2 separate regions of the Mus musculus genome follow, and region 1 is linked to region 2. Evidence: chromatin contacts called from public promoter capture Hi-C data. All regions are on one chromosome and are shown on one strand. Each heading gives the region's core, a stretch centred on a gene start, on an enhancer-like site or on the middle of the called end of the contact. The rest is flanking DNA. Distances are from core to core; before and after follow the strand shown.

Region 1 (7,373 bases), core at 1,806-4,305, 120 kb before region 2:
AGGAATTTCATCTATAGATGTGTCCTCTCTCCCACCCGCTAAGCTTCTTCTCAGAAGAAAAGCTGGTCTCAGCAGAGACTATAACTGGCAGAGGAGGCAGTAAGTTAGGGCCATTGGGCCAGATTCTCTCCATCTTGTTTTTTGTAAGGACTGCTGTACAAAGAATGGTTTTCCTTTTTTAAATTATCAGAGAAAGTATCAAAATGATTCTATTCTGTAACATGAAAGTGGCAGGAATTCCTGATTTCCCTGTGGATAAAGTTCTGTTGGGTCATAACCACACTCCTGGGTTTGTGTCCATTGTTTCTGATTGCTTTCACTCTGAAGCATTGGGCTTGACTCTTCTACCAGAGACCATATGGCCTGCAACTCTAGAGTAACTGCACTTTGATCCATCTTATTTATTATTCTTGCCCCTGGGAGTTCTTGTGAAGAAAAGGTTCTAAAAACAAGTTAGGGGTTTTGTTTTTTTAATATATAAACTTTTCAAAAGATGAAGCCAAACAATATGCTAGTGTTCTTTTGGCACCCTGAAGTCAAAGCAGAGTAGGGCTCATAGCTCAACTTGAAAAGCACTCTTTCAATAAACAGTATAGGCGATTTTAAAAGGAACCATTTGGAAGTTGGAGTTATAGCTTAGTTGATAAAGTGCTTGCCTGTCACTGGGTTCTGTTCCCAACACACAAACTACCGGAAACAGCAGGAGGGTCAAGGTCATTCTTTTCTCTATAGCAAGTTCAGGCCAGTCTGTGCTACAGGAGACCCTGTCTTCATAAAAAAGCACACACTACAAAGCCAGTGACAGCTGAAGGTGAGTGTGATGGTGCATGCTCATATTCTAGCACTAGGGAGTTCTAGGCCCACCAGCTAGTGCTGTATTAGAAAGCCCTTGCATCAAAGAAAATTAACCATATGTACTGTTGGAAATTTAACAGTTGAATAAGGAAATAAGAAACCCTTTTCTTTATACTGTTTAAGATATTTTTCTTAAAAGTGAAATGAAAAAGCCTTTGTCTCATGTTCCCAGTCTTGCACACTGGGTTCCATCACATTCAGAACTCAAGAATAGAATCCAAAGGAAACTGACGCTAAGTTAGGCATCTCTCCTGTTTGCATAACATCTCACACAGTTCTGTAATTGTCTGTTTTCTCTGGATAAAGCTTCTTTAGTGTCGTCTTCATTTAGACCAGTGGTTCCCAACCTTTCTAATGTTGCAACCCTTTAATACAGTTCCTCATGTTGTGGTGACTCCCAACATAAAATTATTTTCATTGCTACTTCATAATTGTAATTTTGCTTCTGTTTTGAATTGTAGTGTAAATATTTGCATCTCCCTAAGGTCTTGGGTAACCCCTGTAGAAGGGTCATTCAACCCCCAAAGGGGTCACGGTCTAAAGGTTGAGACTGACTGATTTAGAGAGCTAATAAAATGTTTCTCAGTGCTCATTTACTGTAATATTTCAGAGTGTTGGCTTTGTGGTCAAATTCTTTATTCAGTCCCATCCTTCTGGCTGAGTAGATATGTTGTATCATCTAGATAAGGGAATAACATTAATAATGATACATTGAGAATGCCCCATAGAGCAGTCAGTGAGATAGGACAAGTCAGATACTTAAGGTTTTGTCACAAAGTTTGTTGTGTCAAAGTTGTCTGTAGCAAATGAGTGACTCATGCAAACCCAAGTCAAACCTTTCCTGGAGCTCCTTTGTCTGCCAGGCGCATGCCTGACAGTAACAGTTACTGCCAAAGAGGGCTATGCCCTAAAAGGACGTTTTCTGGCTCTGTCAGTTCTATACAGACCCTCCAGTAGCAACAGCCAGAGCTCCAATGAAAAAAATTAGCTCCTTCCACCTGCCCCTGAGCCAGTGGTTCATTTGGCCCTTAAAAACATTTCCTTGAGCTGGAGGGATGGCTCAGCAGTTAAGAGCAATGACTGCTCTTCCGGAGGTCCTGAGTTCAATTCCCAGCAACCACATGGTGGCTCACAACCATCTGTGATGGGATCTGATGCCCTCTTCTGGTGTGTCTGAAGAGAGCAGTGGTGTACTCATATACATAAAATAAATAAATAAATCTTTAAAAAAACAAAAACAAAAAGCTCTTTCCTTGCCCTGACCCTCTGAGAATGTCCACCATGGCACATGAGCACCCAAGATTTCCATCCTTTGCTGTTGCTGAGTAAACTAGAGTGCATTTGGAGAGTTTGTGTCTCTCTTCCCTACTTTAGCTGGCAGCTCTGTTGCTGGTTTTGGAGCTGTGTCTCTAACACTGATTGACAGGTTTTTTTTTGTTGTTGTTTTTGTTTTTTTTTTTTCCAGACAGGGTTTCTCTGTGTAGCTCTGGCTGTCCTGGAACTCACTCTGTAGACCAGGCTGGCCTCAATCTCAGAAATCCACCTGCCTCTGCCTCCCAAGTGCTAGGATTAAAGGCATGCGCCTTTTTAAGATGGGTATCTCAGCTGGGCAGTGGTGGCCCACGCCTTTAATCCCAGCACTTGGGAGGCAGAGGCAGGTGGATTTCTGAGTTCGAAGCCAGCCTGGTCTACAGAGTGAGTTCCAGGACAGCCAGGGCTAAACAGAGAAACTCTGTCTCAAACAAACAAACAAACAAAAAAACCCAAAAAACAAAACAAAACAAAAAAAAAAAAAGATTTGCGTATCTCATGGAATGGAATCAAGGCTTTTAAAAAATGTGTTTATTTTTTGTGTATGGATGTTTTACATGACTGTCTGTTTACCAAGTGCATGCTTGGTGCCTGTGGAGGAGAAAAGAGGGTGTCAGATCCCCAAGAACTGGAGTTAGTTATGGACAGTTATGAACTGCCACAGTGGGTGCTGGAGCCAAACCTTGGTCCTCTGCAAGAACACAAGTGCTCTTAACTGCTGGGCCTTTTCTCTACCCACCTCAAAGTTTATTTGTTTTATATATGTGTGTGTGTGTGTGTGTGTGTGTGTGTGTATTTGCTACTCATCTAAGGTAACTTCCTCCATAGATTTCATCTGATAGTAACAGTGTGTTTCTGTTTAATGGAATTGGGATGACTTGGTATTGCATAACAAACTTTTTCTGGGGAGAAGTCAAACACTTGTCTACTCACCCCAGACATGGGGCCCAGGACAGACCAAAATACAGATACCACTAAAATCCAACTTGGTGAAGCAGTGAGTTTTATTGGAGCTACAGGAATACAGGTGAGGGGTCACTTACAGGAGCAGGAATGACTCAAAGACAGCTGCATCACCAAAACCCACCCCCAGGACTGGTGACAGCTCACAAAGCTGGGAGCCTGGAGCAGGCTGCACAGCTTGCAGGCGGCTCAACAAGTTGGGAGAGTGTCCTTTCCAGGTGCCTCAGGTGCTTTAAACCTCTTCCAAACACCACAGCTTCTGCTTCTCCGACAAGTCTGATCTCAAGATGTTCTTTGTAGCTTAGCTTGTCTGAGAGTCTTCTTTGTAGCTCAGCTTTGTCTGAGAGTCTCAGCTTTAATTTCATTCTCTGGCAGGGAGGGGTCTAGTGAGTTTGATCAGTTTCAGGGTCTTCCTGAAGATGTTTTGAGTTGTTTATCTCCCTGAGTAAAGAGCTTCCCTGTAGGGCAGAATGTCTCAGTCTTGGAGGAAACAGGTACACAACACTTGGGGCCAGGGACGGGATCTGTCCCTTAACCTATGCCCGTCTCCCCCCCACCAACCCCCCCATAACTTACAGAAAGATATATGCCTGGATTCTTCTAAATGCTTCCTGGGTTTTTTGTTTGTTTTTGAGACATAGTCTCACTATATAGACCATGCTGATTTAAAACTCAAGAGATTATGCCTCTGCTTTTGCTTCTGCCCCTCTGTCCCTCTACTTCTCAAACATGGAATTAAATGTATGTAGGGATCTCTCTGCATTGAATATAAGTATCCTGTTTTTAGGTGAGACAACTGAAGTAACCATGGCTTATAAATTGTCACAGATTATTTATCTAGTGACAGTCAAGAGTTGGAATTTGAACCTAAACTTTGCTTCCAGAGTTACCTTATTTTAATTTTTTTATTTGTTGTCAGACAGGATCTTAACAAGTGACCCAGACTGGCCTTCAACCTCCTCAATTCTGAGAATATGGGGGTGTTCTGTCACTCCCATCATAAGATGCTTGTATTTTTAACCACTGTAATCTCATGGATTGTTTGGTTTTTAAAAAAAAAAAAGTCTCACTCTCGTATCTGGCATTGCCTAATATGTTGAGTGAACTTGCGTTTTTAAAGGAACTTGAGTTTTGCTTGTAGTGTCAAGCATGGTGGGTAATGTGCATATTAGTGCTAAAGAAAGTGTTATCTACAACATTACACATAATATTATAATGAATATATTTAGGTTTTCTTGGCTTTAAGTAATTACTGTTTCACTGTAGGACCTCTTAGCAATTAACAATAGCCAGCACTGCCTATTTTAGAATGGTTTACTTAAAGACAACAAAAATTTGGATTAAAAAATTGCTTAAGAAATCTTTTTATAAATCTAAGCTCATTTTTCTTGCTGGTGCTCACTCAGAAAAATGTGTGTCTGTTTAGAGCTTTTCCTTTTTGGGTCTTTGTATTGCGTGTTGGTTGATTTATTGGTGTTCGATGGCATTTTGCTATAGCCGATCATACCAGTCCTCATAGGAAAGGCCATGAAAAAATGTGATAGAAGCTGGTACTCAGGTGTGATTTTTGAATTTGATCCCAAAACTTTTAAAATATTAGTGATCTTAAGATTCGATTCATTTCCTGTTTCTTTCAGAATTCTCCACTTTACCAGTACCTACAGGATTTGGGACACACAGATTTTGAGATATGTTCTTCTTCGTCACCAAAACCAGAAAAATGCTTGACAACAGAGGGACCTCAGCCGCCTCCCACCAGAGTCCTACAGAGAGTAAGAAGCATGCTTGTGTTTCGTGGCTTTATCATTCTTTACCTTAATGATTACTGAAACTGTCTTCTGGGGCAAAGACGGAGCTCGGTGGTACAGTGCTCGCCTAGCATGCACAAGGGCCTGAGTTCAGTTCTCCCTCACAGACAGTGTAGATCTGTGAGAGGAATGTCAGTCCTTATTGCTTATCTGGAACTTTTTTGTGGATAATTTATATGAAGTGAAATAAAAATGATTTGAGAAATAAGACATATTTTAAGTATTGAAATTATCTGGAGGACCAAAGAAATATACTAAAATCCTCGTTAGAACTTTGCCAGTAGTAGTTCTCTGTCAAGTGCTGTGTTCATAGGATCCTTCCACTGGGAGTCCCGGGGACTGAGCTCAGGTGCTCCTTCTTGGTAGCAAGGTGCTTTACTGGCTGAGGCGTCCTGCCATCTGGGGGTTCCTTGTCGTATGGGTGCTCTGGTTTAAATATGTCCCTTGTTTACACCACATAAATATTCATTTTACCACTGAGTTGTACACACACACACACAGCCCTACAGAGTCTGGGGGTGGGGAGGAGTCTTAGTTAGGGTTACCATTGCTCTGAAGAGATACCATGGCCAAGAAAGCTCTTATAAAGGACAACATTTAATTGGGGCTGGCTTACAGTTTCAGAGGTTCAGTCCACTATCATCATGGCAAAAAGCATGGTAGTGTGCAGGCAGACATGGTTTCGGATGAACTGAGAGTTCTACATCTTGATCTGAAGGCGGTCAGGAGAGGACTGTCTTCCACTAGGAGCCAGGGAGAGGGTCTCTTCTGCACTAGGTAGAGCTTGAGCACTAGGAGCCCTCAAAGCCTGCCTACACAGTGGCACACTTCCTCCAACAAGGACACACCTATTCCAGCAAGCATATTCAAAGCATATACACCTCCTAAGGGTGCCACTTCCCATGGGGCAAGCATATTTAAACCCCCTCAGGGAGATTATGTAAACTTACATATAAAAATTTATCATAGTTAAGTGCCATTGTGTGACAGTGTGCCAAGATGTTGCTGCTGATATATAAACCCTGGTCCCTAGCCACTCTCCCAAGTACCCTCAACCCAGGAGAACATGATATAGTCCCCAGAAACACAGAAGGCACAAGCCAAAGGCTTAACCGTAGGATCCTGACTGAAATGGAAGCTTCGGCTTCAGTGACCTGAATGCAGGGCACAGACTCAACCCATTAGACCCACGCAAGATCAGCAAATGTCTATCCCAACTTCTGGCCCACGCTCAAGAGCTCCGTCTTACAAGTTGTTTAGAATTGAATATAATGTTTTCAAAACAGGTTGGCAGAGACTAATCACAGATTGAAAACTGGACGGGACATTTACTGTCTTGTGTTGTTTGTCAAGAATGACTCCATTCTTGCATAAAGAAGTGTGCTATTAATCACCAAAGCAAATGAGCACACTTAGGGAGTCAGCACATCTTCTAAGCTTCCTTAAATCTCTCCTTGAGTCATAATTGCCCTAGCTCAGAACTCCTTAATCTTTATCTACTCATGACCTCTTTTTGTTCAAGAAATTTTTATGCAACCCTAGGTATCTAGGTATATAAAACAGGAATACAAATCAAATGGCTTCTGATGATAAATCACAACAAAATTTATTTCAAAGCAAGTAATTGTATGCCTATGGTTTGACCATGTACTAAAATCAGAAGCTATGGGGCATAGTGTCACACAGCTTTAATCCTAGTACTTAGGAGGTAGAGGCAGGTGGGTGTCTGAGGCCAGCCTAGTCCACATAGGGTATTTCAGGCCAGCCAAGGCTATGTAATAGAAAGACCCTGTCTCAGAGAGGGCTGGGGGGGGGGGGGTGAGGCAGGCCAAGGCAGTTTATGTCTTCATGAGACCGTCGTGCTGACTTATTTTTACACAAAGAGGTAAATCTTCATTGAATATTTGATCCTGTAGAATGTAGAACATAGTCACTTTTTTCAGAATTTGTTGATATTTTGATTCTATGACTGTCAGTGCTAACAATACCTTTTTGCACAAAAACGTACTATGTGGTTAGGGACGTTTCAAAAAGTTTAGAAGTCCTGACCTGATTCTAAACACAGATCATTTAGAAAAGGACCGTCAGAAAACATTTCGTCTTTGTTTTCCGTAATGACCATCATGCTTAAGCACGCAAGCATCAAAAAGGATAGCTTTGGGTTGTAGAGTCAGAATGAGCTGCCTGTAAGTTTGTGAAATACCACAGAATGGTTTCATTTCTCTGCCCTTGCTTCTCTATGGCGTTCTCTAAAGCAGCAGTTCAGTCCATCCGTCTTTGTCTCCTGGCTATTTGCAGCGCCCCGGAGATAGAGCCAATGCTCAGGGAATGGGGCTGGTAAGGTAAATTACATATTTAATTAGTTTGTTAATAAAACTTTTGACGTGGCAGTTCTTATAAAAGGATTAAAATATCTTTCTGCTTTAGCATTTTATA
Region 2 (7,290 bases), core at 4,778-7,277:
GAGAGAGACCCCATAAATAAATAAAGTACCTACCTTCTGCCTCATCAGCTTCCAGTTCTGAGAGATCTATTGGTTCTGACACAGAACACCTGTATACCAGAGCTCCATTTAGAACTCTCAGCCCAGGACCTTTGTCTTGATCCTCCGTGGTCCCTTAGCTAGAAGGTTGGGATTTCCGGATGTAGACATTAACCAGTTCCTGGAACCTCATTAAAATAACAGCAGCAGGGAGCTGGCAAGATGGCTCAGCAGGTAAGAGCACTGACTGCTCTTCTGAAGGTCCTGAGTTCAAATTCCAGCAACCACTTGTAATGGGGTCTGACGCCCTCTTCTGGTGTGTCTGAAGACATCAACAATGTACTTATCTACAATAATAATTCTTTGGGCTGGAGTGAGTAGGGACTGACCAGAGCGAGCAGAGGTCCTAAATTAAATTCCCAGCAACCACATGAGAGCTCACAACCATCTGTACAGCCACAGTGTACTCATAAACATAAAATGAATAAATAAATAAAGTCATTAAAAAAATACAGCAGCAAAGAAATGAAAAACAGCAGTTTATGACACTCAGAATGGGAACAAGGCTTTGGGGTACTGGGGACTGTGAGCTATAAGGCCTTTTCTTATCCAGAAGTCAGAAAAGCATGCACTAGGGGTGTGTGTGTGTGAGGAGTAGGGAGAGAGGTTGGGACATAGAATAGAAGAGACATGGCGGAGCGTTGGGCAGAAATTGCTGTTGTAGAAGAGAGACCTGATTCACCCTATAAAATCTGCCAGGAGAACACAGGACCATCAGACACTAAATCTGCCAGAGAGTAGAGTGTGGAGCCGAGAATGAGAGGGTTAAGTGAAAGTCTATATTAAGAACCTTAGCCTGGCAGTGGTGGTGCACGTCTTTAATCCTAGCACTTTGGAAGCAGAGGCAGAAACATCTCTGTGAGTTCCAGGACAGCCAGGGCTATACAGAGAAACCATGTCTTGAAAAACCAACCAGCCAACCAACCAACCAACCAACCAAACAAACAAACAAACAAACAAAAAACCCCAAAGTAAGGTGTCTTATCTAGGTGTTTTACCATCTGCCAGGGGGAAAAAGCAAGTAAAACAGTAGAGATTTCTCAAAGAAAATAAAGGATCGAAGTGGAATTTTAGAAAGTTGGTTGGATGGTGTTTTGCTGGGTAAGCACATGAAGGAACATTTTGCTGAAGCAGACACAGGAGAGAGGATGTTCTGCTAAAGCAAAATCATGAAAGGACGTGTGATAAAGGATTATTTGCTAATGGCACACACGTATTGGTCCGACTTACACTGCGGAGTTGAGCTGCATTTGTCGGGACTCCATAGAGAGAAATGCACCAAAAAAAAAAAAAAAAAAAAAAAAAAAAAAAAACTTCTGGTGGTGTACTGTGGCTTCTTGTTGTTTCTCGGACTCGGGCTGATTGTCAGAAAGGGAGGTTAGAGATATTAAAAGATATTTAAGAATGATCATTAAAAGCAGGCTTTGAAAAAAATAAAGTTACAAAAGATTCTTCTTTAAAGAGGCTCATTGAATGATCTAGAAACATTTCTAAAAACAGAAAGTTACGCCTGAGCACTGAGTGCTGCAGTGGTTCTCAGCCTTCTCAATGCAGCACTTCATTTTGTAGTGACCCTAACCATAAAGTTATTTTTGTTGCTACTTAATTTTGCTAGTGTTAGGAATCATAATGTAAATACCTGTACTTCCGAAGGTCTTAGGCGACCCCAGGTGGAGAACCACTGTGTTAGAGTGTCGAACTGTTGAGAGAACTTACCTTCTGTATTTAATGATGCAGAGATGCACTATATTGCACGTTTGCTGGTAGATTCTGGGGTTCCTCAAGCTGGCGGCTGATGGAGTCATTAGATCAGGCTCTCTCAACTTCATTGCTTCTTTCTGTGCTGTGTTCTGCATATTTTATCTCAGACTAAGAAATCAGAAGATCTGAGCATGACAGTACCTGTGAAAGCAGAGTATGATATAGTAGATGCCTGTAAAAGCCAGCATGATATGGTCCATGCCTGTGAGAGCCGACCATGATATAGTCCATGCCTGTGAGAGCCGACCATGATATAGTCCATGCCTGTGAGAGCCGACCATGATATAGTCCATGCCTGTGAGAGCCAACATGATGTAGAATATGCCTGTGAGAGACGAGCAATCCTGGGAGTCAAGGCAGAGGCAGAAGTCTAGGCCAGCCTGGGCTACAAATAAAAATCCTGCCTCAAAGGAAATGAAAACTAACACTCACAGTCTCTTTTTCTCTCCCTCCCTCTGCCCTCCCCCTCCATCTCTGTAAGAGATAATACTTTGGTTATCATTTGGGGGGCGGGTTGAGACAGGGTTTCTCTGTATAGCCCTGGCTGTCCTGGAACTCACTTTGTAGACCAGGCTGGCCTCGAACTCAGAAATCCGCCTGCCTCTGCCTCTTGAGTGCTGGGATTAAAGGCATGCGTCACCACGCCCAACTTTGGTTATCATTTTTTTTAAGGTTTAGAAAAACTTTCCAGAAGGTTTATATAGTTTTCCTTCATTTCTTATTGAATAACATTGCCACACATGCCGATGCCGTTGCCTAAGTGATTAAAATTGAGCATCAGCTCAGTCTGCAGTTTCCTTTTCGTGATGGAGAGGTTCACCTGGTTATGCAAAGAAATGTGGACATGCCAAGCACGGCAGGATACACCTGTAGACCCAGGACTCAGAAAGGTGAAGGGTTATGCTTAGATGTGAAAAACTAAAAATGAATTCTGTATATGATCAACTTTCTTATCCACTGACATTGGAGCAAAATCTTCCCATTGACAGAGCTGTGTCCACAAACAGTTCACAGCCAGTGTTCAGACTGGGTCATCTGAAAGCAGGAAATAGCTACAAGAGCTTGTAGGCTCTCATCGTGCCTCTGAGGGGTAGCAGCACCCATGAAGTACACACACGTACCTACAGGCAAAGCACTGATACACATTAAATTAAGAAGGAAGGAAGGGAGGGAGGAAAGGAGGAAGGGAGGGAAGGAGGGAGAGAGGGAAGAAGGAAGAAAGGAAGGAAGGAAGGAAGGAAGGAAGGAAGGAAGGAAGGAAGGAAGGAAGGAAAAAAGCGAGCCAGGTGTGTGCCTTTAATCCCAGCATTTAGGAGGCAGAGGCAGGCAGATCTTATAATTTAGGCCAGCCTGGTCTACAGAGAGAAATTCTGTCTTGAGGGGAGGGGAACTGGGGGGCTGCAACATGGACATGAAAGATCTGCCTAAGGGCTTCAACTTTCAACCACGAGGTAGAAACTGATTGTCAGCAAACAGCGGCTAACTGGGCAAAAGAAAGGAAATAACTGTTTTATACATTGGCCCAGAGGAAACAGCATTTTGATTCCCAGTAGAAACAAAACAAAACAAAACAAAAACAAATGAAATAAAATGCTTGGTCACCATGGCTGTTTGGCTGAAAGGCATTTTTCCAGGAAAGGCCAAATCCAGCGAGGTGGCCTCACTGGGTCAGAGCTGGTATAAGGGAAAGAAAGCATTAGGCAGAGTATTTTATCCTGCTTTCTTCCATGAGCTCTCTCTCTCTCTTTTTTTTTAAAACTTATTTATTTATTTTATGTATATGAGTACACTACAGCTGTCTTCAGCTCCCTCTTCTGTGAGCCACCATGTGGTTGCTGAGAATTGAACTCAGGACCTCTGGAAGAGCAGTCAATGTTCCTAATCGCTGAGCCATCTCTCCTGCCCCTCCCATGAACTCTTGATACTGAGTCCTAGGTAGCTCTTAACTAATCCCTTAAACTCCTGTAAGGGCAATATTATTCCTGATAGTTTAGCCACAGGAGAAATTCTTAGTTATACTAATGCTTTCTCTAAAGTCCAGTTTCTACACATAGAAGGCTAATTTGCTTTCCATTGCTGTGGTTAAAACATCATGACCCAAAACAGCTTGGGAAGGTAAGGGTTTATTTGACTCACATGTCAGAGTCCATCATCAAAGGATGTCAAAGACAAGCACTCAGAGGCAGGAGCTGAAGCAGAAACCCTGCAAGAGCATTGCTTATTGGCTTGCTGTTCATGCCTTTTGTCTCATATGTGTTTATTGCTGTGAACAGACACCATGACCAAGGCAACTCTTTTTTTTTTTTTTAAAGATTTATTTATTATATGTAAGTACACTGTAGCTGTCTTCAGGCGCACCAGAAGAGGGTGTTAGAGCTCATTATGGGTGGTTGTGAGCCACCATGTGGTTGCTGGAATTTGAACTCAGGACTTTTGGAAGAGCAGTCAGTGCTCTTACCGGCTGAGCCATCTCGCCAGCCCCCAAGGCAACTCTTATAAAGACAACATTTATTTGGGGCTGGCTTGCAGGTTCAGAGGTTCAGTCCACTATCATCAAGGCCAGAACATGGCAACAGTCAGGCAGGCATGGTTCAGGAAGACCTGAGAATTCTACATCTTTATCTGAAGGCTGCTAGCAGAATACAGGCAGATAGAGTGAGGGCCTTAAAGCCCACACCCATTCGAGGCCAGCCTGGTCTACAGAGTGAGTTCCAGGACAGCCAGGGATACGCAGAGCAACCCTGTCTCAAAAAAACCAAACCAAACCAAACCAAACCAAACAAAACAAAACAAAAAAAACAAAAAACAAGAAACAAAAAACAAAAAAAAAAAAAAAAAGAAAAGAGGAAAGAGAAGAAAAGAAAAGAAAAGAGCCCACACTCACAGACATACCTACTCCAACAAGGCCACCCACACCTAATTGTGCCACTCCCTGGGCCAAGTGTACACAAACCATCACACTTTACCCAGCTTCCTTTCTTATACCACCAACCAGAAACACCTGGTTAAGGGATAGAATTGCCTACAGTGGGTTGGGCCCTTCCACATTAATCATTTAATCAAGACAATGTGCCTGTAGACTTCCCTACAGGCCAATCTGATGGATGCATGCTCTCAGTTGAAGTTTCCTCTTCCTGGATGTCTCTAGCTCGTGTCTAGTTTGTAGTCTCTAGACAGAGACCATGAGGAAGGTGAAGAATTCCACTACTAAGTGTATGCTTTTACAAGAACAACTTTGTTACAAGATAAGAAGAAAGTCTATTAAGACAAAATCTGAGGGGACTATCCTGAGTTAGAAGAATTTTACTACTCTTGCAGTTGCAAAGAGAAGCTAATAACACATTGTAAAATAAAAGCTAATTTGAGATGTCATGAGATACAGTAAAGATAAAGAAAATAGTTGTTGGTGGTGGTACTTGCCTTTAATCCCAACACTTGGGAGGCAGAGGCAGGCAGATATTTGAGTTTGAGGCTATTAGTCTACAGAGAGAGTTCTAGGACAGCCAGGGCTGTCTTGAAACACTCCCACTGTCTCTCCCCTCCCCCGCCAAAAAAATATAGGAAAAATATTATAGAGGGCAAGGAAAATATGTTTAATTTCAAGAAAAGTCCTTTCCAGAACCCTAAGGAGAGGATTACAATTCCCTAGTGGAATGGGTTTGGGATTCTTCATCCTCAAAGCAGATCCTTAGTGCACTCCAATTTCTTTTTAATATCTTTTGTTAGTATCTCCTAACAAAGTTGTCCTATTAAAGCATCAGTGGCTTCCTAAGACCAGAAACCAACAGCGTCTTTTGAGACTGTGCCGTCTACCCTTTCTGTAGTAGGTTTTTTTTAAAGATTAATCTATTTATTATATGTAAGTTTAGTGTAGCTGTTTTCAGACACACCAGAAGAGGGCATCAGATCTCATTATGGATGGTTGTAAGCTATGTGTTTGCTGGGATTTGAACTCAGGACCTTCAGAAGAGCAGTCAGTGCTCCTTGACAGAATCTCCAATACCCACCCCCAAATCAAACCCCCAAACTTGCAAACACCAGTGTCCTCTTGGTTTTCTTTGTACTTTGGTCACTGAACTTTCAAGCCTTCTGCCACACTTGGGCCCAATGCTGCTAGCATCCCTATCTCTAGTAAACATTCCTCAGGATGACTGGGTATCTTTGTCTGCATGCCCTGCAGGGATCTCAACCTTTGGATGTAGGCAGTTTATCTTTGACTCCACCTCATCCACAGCCTCCTGGGCCAGAAACCTGGGTGCCATTCTTACCTTCTCCCCCGCCTCCAAGATCAAGGTCAGTTATATTCTCTTAATTATACTTCAGAAATATTTCTGTCTTCAAGCCTCTTGTCCCTGGTCCCCAGTTATAGCCTTTGCCTACACTTTCATCGGTATTGATACCAGCAGTAGCTTACTACTTCTCTATGACCTCTAGCTTCTGCCATCTTCGTTCTACCTTTAGAACAGAGACCATCAGACCTAAAGATCCCTTTTTTCAGTAAAGGTGTGCACCACCACTAGGCTTTGCTTCTGTTTTTATAGTGCTGGGGATTAATGTAGGGTCTTTAGCATTAGAACAAGTGCTCAACCGCTGAGCTACACACTCCCAGGCCCCATTTTATGTAGCTGTGGTCAGGCCTGTATAAAGTGAAACCGCTAACAAAGAGAACCTTCGAAGCTATTCTGACATCAATGAAATTTGGTACCTAGTTTAAAACTAATGAAAACACCAGAACTCTCTAGCTGGGCAAAGATCCTTACTGATGATAACTCCTTGGTTTATCCAGATAGCTACTCACCATCTACTTTGGCAATGGTCTAAAAAGAAAAGAAAATTGCAATCTGAATAAGGGACTCTGATGAAGCACTAGGGGAAAAGACATGGGCAGAATTCAAGCATACTTTGTTGAAGCATCTAAAAGTGAAGAACTGACTGAAAACTAAGAAGAGTGTGTGTTTTGGCATTATTGAGGAAGGCCTGTTCCCATTGGTCAGAACCTGCACTTGTCTCAAAATAAGAGACGCGTGAGAACGTAGTGTCCTTTTATTTTGAGACGGGGTCTCTAAATAATCCTGGAAACTCACTCTGCAGACCATATTGGCCTCGCATTTACAGAGATTCTCCCGCTTCTCTGCGGAGTGCTGGGATTAAACGGATTAACCGCCTCCAAGCGATGATCCTATCTTGAACCATCGGAGGTTTGGAGTGCAGCATACGAAACGCGGAATTCCGGCTTCCAAAATTATCCCACGCTTCTCGACAGCTTCCCCGCGAGCTGTGACAGTGAGTTTAACGCGGTCTTTGAGTCATCAAGAATGTGTGTGATAAATACATTATTTTAACCCTCTCTCATCACTGCCTGTAGGATTTTTTTTTTTAAATAGGGAACACTAAATTCCTCGTGTTAGTGGCATCTCCTGCGCACTCTGGAGCGAAGCCCCCCTGCTTTTT

The links. Promoter capture Hi-C pulls out the DNA fragments that hold promoters and counts their contacts.
Region 1: a promoter capture Hi-C map of liver shows a contact between it and region 2, with 2.0 times the contacts expected there. The contact joins the enhancer-like site here to the promoter of Metap2 in region 2. A contact is called at or near these places in 2 of 39 promoter capture datasets (the 3T3-L1 cell line and liver), 4 of 484 Hi-C or Micro-C datasets (embryonic stem cells, liver, nephron progenitors and 1 more), 1 of 115 datasets of contacts at active chromatin or transcription factors (craniofacial prominence) and 3 of 9 other capture datasets (adipose tissue, liver and pancreatic islet).

The regions. Positions count from the first base shown.
Region 1 is chr10:94,004,488-94,011,860 of GRCm38.p6, reverse strand. Vezt (vezatin, adherens junctions transmembrane protein) reads left to right here. Exons shown (of 12, transcript NM_172538.5): 2 at 4,767-4,901. Among named protein-coding and RNA genes, the nearest start is that of Vezt, 28 kb to the left of the region's middle. Within about 2 kb of position 3,055, at least 7 of the 459 cell types and tissues checked have an H3K27ac peak or open chromatin away from gene starts, as enhancers often do. A contact at or near this core is called in liver, where this site is marked.
Region 2 is chr10:93,889,939-93,897,228 of GRCm38.p6, reverse strand. Metap2 (methionine aminopeptidase 2) reads left to right here and starts at 6,027. Exons shown (of 12, transcript NM_019648.3): 1 at 6,027-6,132; 2 at 6,955-7,290.